3 separate regions of the Ovis aries genome follow, and all the other regions are linked to region 3. Evidence: chromatin contacts called from public Hi-C data. All regions are on one chromosome and are shown on one strand. The core of a region is the stretch at or near the end of the contact, and the rest is flanking DNA. Distances in the headings are between cores, read along the strand shown. Region 1 overlaps NTM (neurotrimin). Region 2 overlaps NTM (neurotrimin). Region 3 has its middle 1.0 Mb from the start of NTM.

What was found. Hi-C and Micro-C count contacts between places; a contact is called where the count stands out from the background.
Region 1: a contact with region 3 is called in a Hi-C map of hypothalamus, with 4 times the contacts expected there. The contact joins two enhancer-like sites. A contact is called at or near these places in 3 of 16 Hi-C or Micro-C datasets (hypothalamus, muscle and tail adipose tissue).
Region 2: a Hi-C map of hypothalamus shows a contact between it and region 3, with 2.3 times the contacts expected there. The contact joins two enhancer-like sites. A contact is called at or near these places in 2 of 16 Hi-C or Micro-C datasets (hypothalamus and tail adipose tissue).

Annotation. Positions count from the first base shown.
Region 1 is chr21:32,427,043-32,429,742 of ARS-UI_Ramb_v3.0, forward strand. All of the region lies in intron 1 of NTM (neurotrimin), which reads right to left. Among named protein-coding and RNA genes, the nearest start is that of NTM, 490 kb to the right of the region's middle. Within about 2 kb of position 1,394, at least 6 of the 54 cell types and tissues checked have an H3K27ac peak or open chromatin away from gene starts, as enhancers often do. A contact at or near this core is called in hypothalamus, where this site is marked.
Region 2 is chr21:32,373,011-32,375,710 of ARS-UI_Ramb_v3.0, forward strand. The region is part of intron 2 of NTM (neurotrimin); the gene reads right to left. Among named protein-coding and RNA genes, the nearest start is that of NTM, 550 kb to the right of the region's middle. Within about 2 kb of position 1,296, at least 8 of the 54 cell types and tissues checked have an H3K27ac peak or open chromatin away from gene starts, as enhancers often do. A contact at or near this core is called in hypothalamus, where this site is marked.
Region 3 is chr21:31,916,935-31,919,634 of ARS-UI_Ramb_v3.0, forward strand. No RefSeq gene overlaps it. Among named protein-coding and RNA genes, the nearest start is that of NTM, 1.0 Mb to the right of the region's middle. Within about 2 kb of position 1,332, at least 7 of the 54 cell types and tissues checked have an H3K27ac peak or open chromatin away from gene starts, as enhancers often do. A contact at or near this core is called in hypothalamus, where this site is marked.

The DNA.
Region 1 (2,700 bases), core at 144-2,643, 510 kb after region 3:
CGCTTGGAAGGGACTGTCTTTCTCTGAAACAACGGTGCTCCCATGAGCTGGAGGAGAGGAGAGGAGAGTGGGCGAGAGTTTGAGCCAAGAGATGAGACCCCCTCCCTCCCTCAGCTGCCCCTGATGGGCGAGGGCGGACAGGGAAGACTTGTCAGTCCCGAGGGGACAAGACAAAGGGGTTACAAATCAAATGACTGAGCCCATCACTGCCCCCAGTTAGGAGCTGAGGAAACTGAAGGCAGAAGGGAAGTGTCAGTGGAAAAAGACGAGGGTCTCTTGTCTCTTGTTTCTGGCCTGGGGGAAAGATCGCCATCAACATCCTCACATTGAAGCTTAGCTAAGGAAAAAGCAAATAGAGGTAAACGTTTGTGTTAATCTACCCAAGGGCTCTACTGAGTTCCCAGGTAGAATAGTGGTGGGAACAGGAAGTGAGTCGCCTTCATGGTCGGGGGTGAGCTCTGCAAGGAACCGCAGGCAGTGTGTGAAAGAGGGGGCAGGTTACAGGGCAGGGCGCCCAGAGAGGTCCGAGCTGGGAGTGGATGCTGCGAGATCAGGTCAGCGGGGTGCTTCATGGAGCAGGCGGCTCATGAAGGGGGAGATTTGAAGGGAGTGAGGCATCTGGAAATGGAACAGAAGAAGGACGAATTTAAACACACACACAGTTGATGATGGAGAGAGAGGCTGCCAGAGCTCAGTGCGGGGGAGGGAAGGGAAGAGGCTCGGGCTGGCTCTGGAAGGAGCAGGTGATGGGGTGGCAGGAGGGGAAGCTGTGTCATCTCCAGGCTGAGGCGGGCTGGCAGTGGAGACGGCTGAGACGCCGGGGCCACAGATACAATCGCAGAGTTGCGCTTAGGGAAGATTAACCTCCTGGCAGTGGGCAAGATGAGGTGGGAGTCAGAGAGACTGTGGGCAGAGATCCCAAGGAGAGAAGTAGGTGAGGTCCCCCTGGGAAGAAGTGAAGGGCTTTCCCGGAGGGGAGGGATGAGGAGATGGGCAAGATGCTTTGATAAAACCTGGCAGAGAGGACTAGAGGGAAAGGGTGGGAGAGAGGTAATGCAGCCCCACAACCTCCCCAGTGAAACCACAGGCACCCCACACTCCCGGCTGCTCCCAGACTGTAAGGTTCTCACTCTGATGGGTCCGGAGGGCCAGTGAGGAGGGAACAAAAGGAGGTCCCTTAGCGCAGGCGCTTAAATCAGCGTTAAAGCACACAGGCTCCTTCATGGAGAAACAGAGCTGCTAGGTCTGTTCAAGGTTTCCTCAGGCTCCATGCTCTCCATGCAGGTGGGGTGTGATGTCCCTTAATCCCTGTGTTCAACGCTCTCTTCCCCTCTAGGTCTCTAGCAATCCAGGCGTCGCCTCCTTCAAACTTGTACCTACAGCACCATCTGCTGGTGTGGGATCCTGCGGCATCTGGGCTTGTGCTAAATCTTCCTTCTGTGCCCTCAACACGCCCTCACCCGCCATACCTATTCCCTGCCCATCTCACCCACCCACCCACGCACACACATATACCCAAACGCACAGAGCACACATATGCACACACAGACACACAGATGCACCTACAGAGATGCACACACAGAACAGATATAGATGCAGACACTAGTGTGTGCATACACACACACGCGGCCGGCTCTTTCTCTCTTCGACACCCCGGCCTCCGTACATGCACCTCCTGCCCGCCTGGCCTCCTGCGCTTGCTTCCGCTCTGCGCTCCCCAGCCCCCGAGCTCTGCTCTCTGGCAGGACCGGGAACTGAAGCTGAGCCTTGCTTTCCCAGCCCTGCTGCAAAGTGGAACCGGCAGACGGGTAGGACGGCAGGATTTGAGAGGACAACCAGCTGGGCGTCTGAGAAGTTAATCTGCTGGTTAATTTGCTGCAGACTGCTAACTGTTCCTGTGATTCCCTCCGACCCTCGGCTCCCCCATCCCAGGGACCTGGGAGGAGAGAGGCTGGCCCTTCTTCCCGCCCACCAGTGTCCTGCTCTCTGTCTTGGCATCTGCACACACCATGCCCTGCTCATTCCAGAAGATTCCGGAAGACAACCTGGCTCCTCCACACGCATTTCCTATTAACCCACTTTCCCAAAGACATTGGTTTGTCTAAAGGATCCCAAGTTCAGATGGATTTTATTTCTAAACCAGAAAAATCATGGCACTAATGAAAATAACTGCCTTTTAAGAAAATGCCACTCCCTGCCACATCTCTTAATAGCTGCCTCTTGGCAGCAGCCTAAATGATGAGTCCACCAACCTGCTTAAAATGTATGGGAGGTTCTTTCAAAAGTAATCCAAGGGTCATTTCTGACTGCAGATGTGAAATCTTTTGTCAGTGGTCGCCGGTCCCATGCAGGGCACAGGTATTTGTAGTCCACACAGATTTGTGTGTGTGTGTTTGGGGGAGAACACACATACACACACTGAGTTCATGCAAGGTAGGTTCTTGGTTCTGAACATTCATTCCTCTGGGCTTTGGGGATCCATGGAGAATAGGTGCCCTGTACCTGCAGACAGGTGGGTCCAGGTCTCTGATGCTCTGCTCCCTGGGTTAGTATCAGCCTCCGGGTCCCCAGCATCCCCATCCCCCACTGAGAAGCAGACCCCACCCACCCATCGCAATGTCACGACTCACTTGCCTGGCAGTTCCCAAGTCCCAGCCACAGTCTATTGATGATGCTGAGGATCACTGGCCCTCACCTCCA
Region 2 (2,700 bases), core at 46-2,545, 460 kb after region 3:
ACTGACGACGAAGAAAAGGAACAGAATGGGAACGTCCTTTGTTACAAAAAGAGCAGGCCTAGAAAACAGACAAAACCTGTCCAAGCCCAGACACTGCACCTGACCGTGGGGAAATGGCTGGGAAACGGCCCCCTCGGCCTTCCAGTCCTTTGCTTTTCCGACGTGTAAAACTGGAATCATAACTGGCTCTGCCTCGTGGAGCAGCTCTGAGTGTTCAGAATGTCTCTGCTGGTAGGGTGCTCAGTGCCTGCCTGACACATTGTCCCACAGAGTCACAGGCAGAGCTGATACAGGCTAAGAATGCTGACTTCAGTGGCTGAGAGGAGAAGCAGTTGGGAGAGAGCTTGGTAGTAAATGCTGGCCAGGTCTGTTGGAGGCATCCCATGTGGTGTGAGGCCTGTGCACTTAGAAGTGCAAGGTGACCTTGTCTCAGGCACACAGGTAAGCAAGGGCTCACAGTGTGTGATGTGGTGTGGGCTGGGCGTCAGCTCCTCCTCACTCTGCAGGAAGCCCTCCTTGTGTGAGCTGATGGTCACCAGTCTCACTATCTGGAAAACTAGATGGCTGAACCGCCTGGTCTCTGCCATTCTTTTCTCAAAAGAAAAGAGAAGCATTTCTGCAAATCACCTAATCTTATAGGTGAGGAGTCCCTGAGAACCAGGCTGTCGCTCTGCACCTTCTTCAGGTTTTCCTGTGAACCCACATGCCCTTTTCCTTCCGTCCAGCATTTGGCTGCGTTTTCAGCTTTCCCATTTTAGTTTTTGGCTCCTTAACAGGCTGAGTGTGCTTCCAAGAGCCTCCCTCCACAGTCCCATCTGTCCAGGCTCTTCTGAGCCTCAGTCCCCCAGCAGGAGGCCTGGCAAAGTGAGTGGACAGAGGTCCATCCTGGGAGGGGCCAGGGCAGCACCCGCTTCCCAAGTGGCATTGCTATTCTGCAGGAGTTAACTCAGAAGCAACGAATCAATAGTTACACGACCAGACACCCACTGACAGCAGCCTCCAAACAGACAGAAAGAAAGATGGGCAGAGAGGCGCCTTTCTGTGCCCCTCTTTATCTTGAAAATGCTCATTTCCCTGAGATCTATCTGGGGCTGAGTACATTCTCAGAGAGTAGCAGCTCTTCAAAAGCTAAAGGACTGGGCAGGAAAGTGACCTGGCAGAAAGATAGCATGTGTCATGGGTGCGGTTATGAAATAGCAGACAATTGACAAAGACCATCTGTGATCTGGACAGAAGGACACCAGTTCAATGACTTCTGTGTAGCTGTGCCCTCCTCAAGAGCACCCTCATGCCCAGCACAGCATGACCCAGACAGAAATGACATTGAGCCAGGAACACACCCAGGCCAAGGACAATACTGGGCCACTGAGGACAGAGGGCAGAGAGGGCAAGGAGGAGATGGTGATCTCAGACCCGCATGTCTTCCTCCACTCATGCAAGCGCTACATCCTGAGCACCTAGCATCTCCCAGATGCTGCACAGGATAAGACAGGAAAAGACAGAGAAGCCACCGAGCCCCAAAGAAGTTACAACCCAGGTGGGGAAGACAAACCCACGAGCACATAACCAGACACACGAATGGAAAAACTGCTCTGAAAATAATCCAGGATGACATGCCAGCCCAAGCCTGGTGGAAGTGCTAGGGAATCACTTTCATCTGGGTGTCAGGCTAGAGGGAGGGGATTCCATCTGAGCTGAGGCCAAAATGATGAAGAGCCACCGCCGTGGGAAGAGCTGAAAGAGGGGCACCACCACAAAGGGAGCCACACGTGGGAAGGCTTCTAGCAAGAGTAATCTTTCTGTGTTCAAGAAACTTAAAGAAGTTCAGGGTTGTCCACAGCACAGCAAGGGAAGGAAGCCAGGCTTTATTAGCAAAAACCCTGGTCCAAGTCATGCACTAGGAACTAGGGACAGAAAGCTGAAGGCGGCATAATTCTGGCTTCAAGAGGCCACGCAGTAGCTGGAGAGACTAACAGAGGACCCACCAGCTTTCAGAGTGAAATGTTAAAGGCTTTCCAAACCTGAGTAACACGCTGCAGCCTCCTGCAGCGGAAGAGGCCCCGTGGGGTTCCTCAAGTACGGAAACCACATTGTTCTCTGCTATCCCCTGGAACTGCTATATGAAACCCCACTTCCGTCTTATACATTTCTCAGACTTTTTATTCTTTACTCACTTTTTTTTTTTTTTTAATAAAACATCCCGTAGTGGCAAAGCCTTGGGTCTAGGGACAGGACAGAAAGTATAGTTCAGCTCTGATACCCACTTACCAGATCTCACCCAAGGAGACAACTGACTTCACCAGTTGCCTCATTTGGGGAATCTATGAAAACGTGACATGCATCATCAAAGTTGTCAAATGACGTGGTGACATTTAGTGATAGTCTAATTAATGAGAGCCACACAGCTGATATCTCAGGCTCCCCTGATCCCATCAGAGCAGCACAGTCATGTCCACTGGGAGGAGGAAACTGTTCTCTGACCACAGGCAGACCACCCACCCACCCATTAATGGACACAACGTCCTCCACGGTTGATGACCTCTTTGACCTCTGCGCCCAAAGCCCAGCCTTGTGAGTTGGACCCAAGGTCCTGGGTGAGAAGCCTCAGCCTCAAGCCTTTCCAGGCCCAACATCCAGCTCACGCCCTTCAAGTAAGAACCATTCCACACATCTTGGTTGGACCACGGTTGTATGGAGACT
Region 3 (2,700 bases), core at 82-2,581:
ATACAAAGGCAATTAAATTGTTTTTATTGGACTATAATTGCCATGCAATGTTGCGCTAGTTTCTGCTGTACAAAGAAGTGAGTCAGCTACATGTATACACATAACCCGTCCCTCGTGGCCCTCTGTCCCAGCCCTCCCCCAACTCCACCCCTCGAGGTCACCATAGACCACTGAGTTGAGCGCCCTGAGCTACAGAGCAGCTTCCTGCTAGCTATTAGTTGTACCCATGGTGTGCATACATGTCAATCCCAACCTCCCGCTTCATCCCACTCTCCCCTTCCCTTCCCCCCTGCATCCACATATTTGTTCTCCGTGTCCGTGTCTCCATTCCTGCCCTGCACATAGGTACATCTGAGCCATTTTTCTTTCATGCTAAGGCATATTTACAGAGATGTAGCAATGGCACCCCACTCCAGTACTCTTGCCTGGAAAATCCCATAGACGGAGGAGCCTGGTAGTCTGCAGTCCATGGGATCGCGAAGAGTCGGACACGACTGAGCTACTTCACTTTCACTGATCACTTTCATGCATTGGAGAAGGAAATGGCAACTCACTCCAGTGTTCTTGCCTGGATAATCCCAGGGCTGGGGGAGCCTGGTGTCTATGGGGTCGCACAGAGTCGGACGCCACTGAAGCAACTTAGCAGCAGCAGCAGCAAGCAGAGCAAAGACACAATTCTGTATTACAGCCACTAGGATGCAGCTCTGTATCTTCTCTAGATTGTTACTTAGGCTGCAGGGAGGAAGAGGGGGAACGTGCACCATGCTTCACTTGGCACATAATAGTTGCTAAATAAATATGCGACCATTAAATTAAAAGAACAGCAACTCTCGCCTCCAGAGTGGATTTTCTCCCATGGAATCTGAGCCTGCAGCCAGAGGAACCTCAGTAAACCTGTCCTGTGATTTCTCATGTAACTAAACTCTCTACACTCCCCCCTCTTTTTTTTTTCTTTTTTTTTAAACCATCCACATTCCCTATGACTGGTTCCATGGGGAGGGACGGAATGAGGGGCCACGGGGAAGTGCCAGAAAGGACCCAGGAGGAGGCAAACAACACCTGACCCTATGTCAGCCCCAATATGATCCAATGCTCGCTTTGCAGGAGGAGAAACTGAAATCCAGAGAAAAAACTGCCCAACGAAAGGAGAAGGCAACCCAGTGGACAGCCCAGCGCACACTCCCCTCCCCCGCCCCCCCCCAGACCTGCCCCCCCCAGACCTGCCCCCCAGACTTGCCCCCTTGCAGAGAGCTGGGCTGTACAACTCACTGTAAAGCCCTGTTATCCTCTGGGGGATGCCCCAGCTCATCCCTGCCCTGCACACCTGGGAGGAGCCTGGAGACCCCAAATCGGGCCCAGGGCCAGAGGTTCCACTGGGACAGGAGAGACAGAGGGGCTGGCCTCGCTCCGCTGGGCCTCGAGACCCGCTTAGTCGTTTGTTCCTGGAACTGAAGGAGCATTTGCCAATTTTTGGCCTGGAAGCCAAGCGTGCTCCATGCTCAGGGTTCAGCGGCTGCAGGGCCACCCCCGCAGCGGTTCCAGTTCTCCCTGTGTGCACAGGGGGGCGCTGGCGACACGTCTGCTCCGCAGCTGCTGGGCAGATGATTCACCCTCTTCGCAGGGAGCAGAGACTGCATTGCAGGCTGCAAGTCTGCAGGCCCCCTCCTCCTTCAGGGTCCCTGCTCCTCTGATCACCCCCAGCCCCCCACCCCCAGCATGCTAGTCAGCCTGCCCTATACATGCTCATGGAACAGGCTGCTTTCTGCAGAACCCTCAGGTCTTTCTCTGTCATCTTTCCCCTTAAGCGCCTCCATACAAAAGGTGCTGTTGGTGCTGCCAAGCCCCTGTGGTCACCTCTCGGCCTCCAGCCTGCGGTGAGGGGAGCAACACAGGCAGGGCTCCAGCCCTAACACCCTCCAGGGCTGGGTCACTTCGGACAAGCCAGTTTACCTCTCTGAGCCTTGGTTTCCTTCTCTGTGGAATCGAGTCACAGTTTTGGCACAGGGCGCTTTTGAGGATTAACAAACGCAGATTTTGTGTGAGCGCCTGGCACAGTGCCGGAGCCCAGAGGACACTGCTGAGTGTTCCCGGGTCCACGGCCTGCCAGGACTGTGCCCTCACTGGGTCCTGGATTCTGGGCCGTTTTTTATGTGTAGCGAGCCTGGTGCTGGGCACCTGGCAGGCCACCTAAATAAGACCCAGTTCCGGCTCTCAGGATGCTGGGGGGCTGGGGAACGTGGGGCATCGGGGCTGGGACAGCAAGGGAGGGACCCAGCCCACCAGAAGCAGCAGCAGGAGCAGGAGGGGAGGGTGAGAACCCCTCCCCTGGGCCTGAGGCAGCCCAGATGCAGGGAAGGAACACGTGGCCACATCCCAGCCCCCAGAACCAGAAAGCTCCGGACTTGGAAGTAAGACAGAGAAGCCAGGGCTGGACTTCCTGCCCCTCTGGCTCCAAACCCTGTCACGCTAATGGTGTCCCTTACATCCGTGAGGTGAGGCAGCCCCACCACCCACGGGGGCAGGGAGGAAACGTGACTGAGAGAAGATGAATGGCAATATTCTCCACACACGAGTGAAAACAAATGTCTGAGAGCTTCCCTCCCTTGCCTCAGGCTGACCACAGCTCATGGCCCAGATGTCTCCTTGGGGTTCCCCTTTTGAAGGTGCCCCAAGTTTCCCCTGCATCCGCTTTTCTTCTCA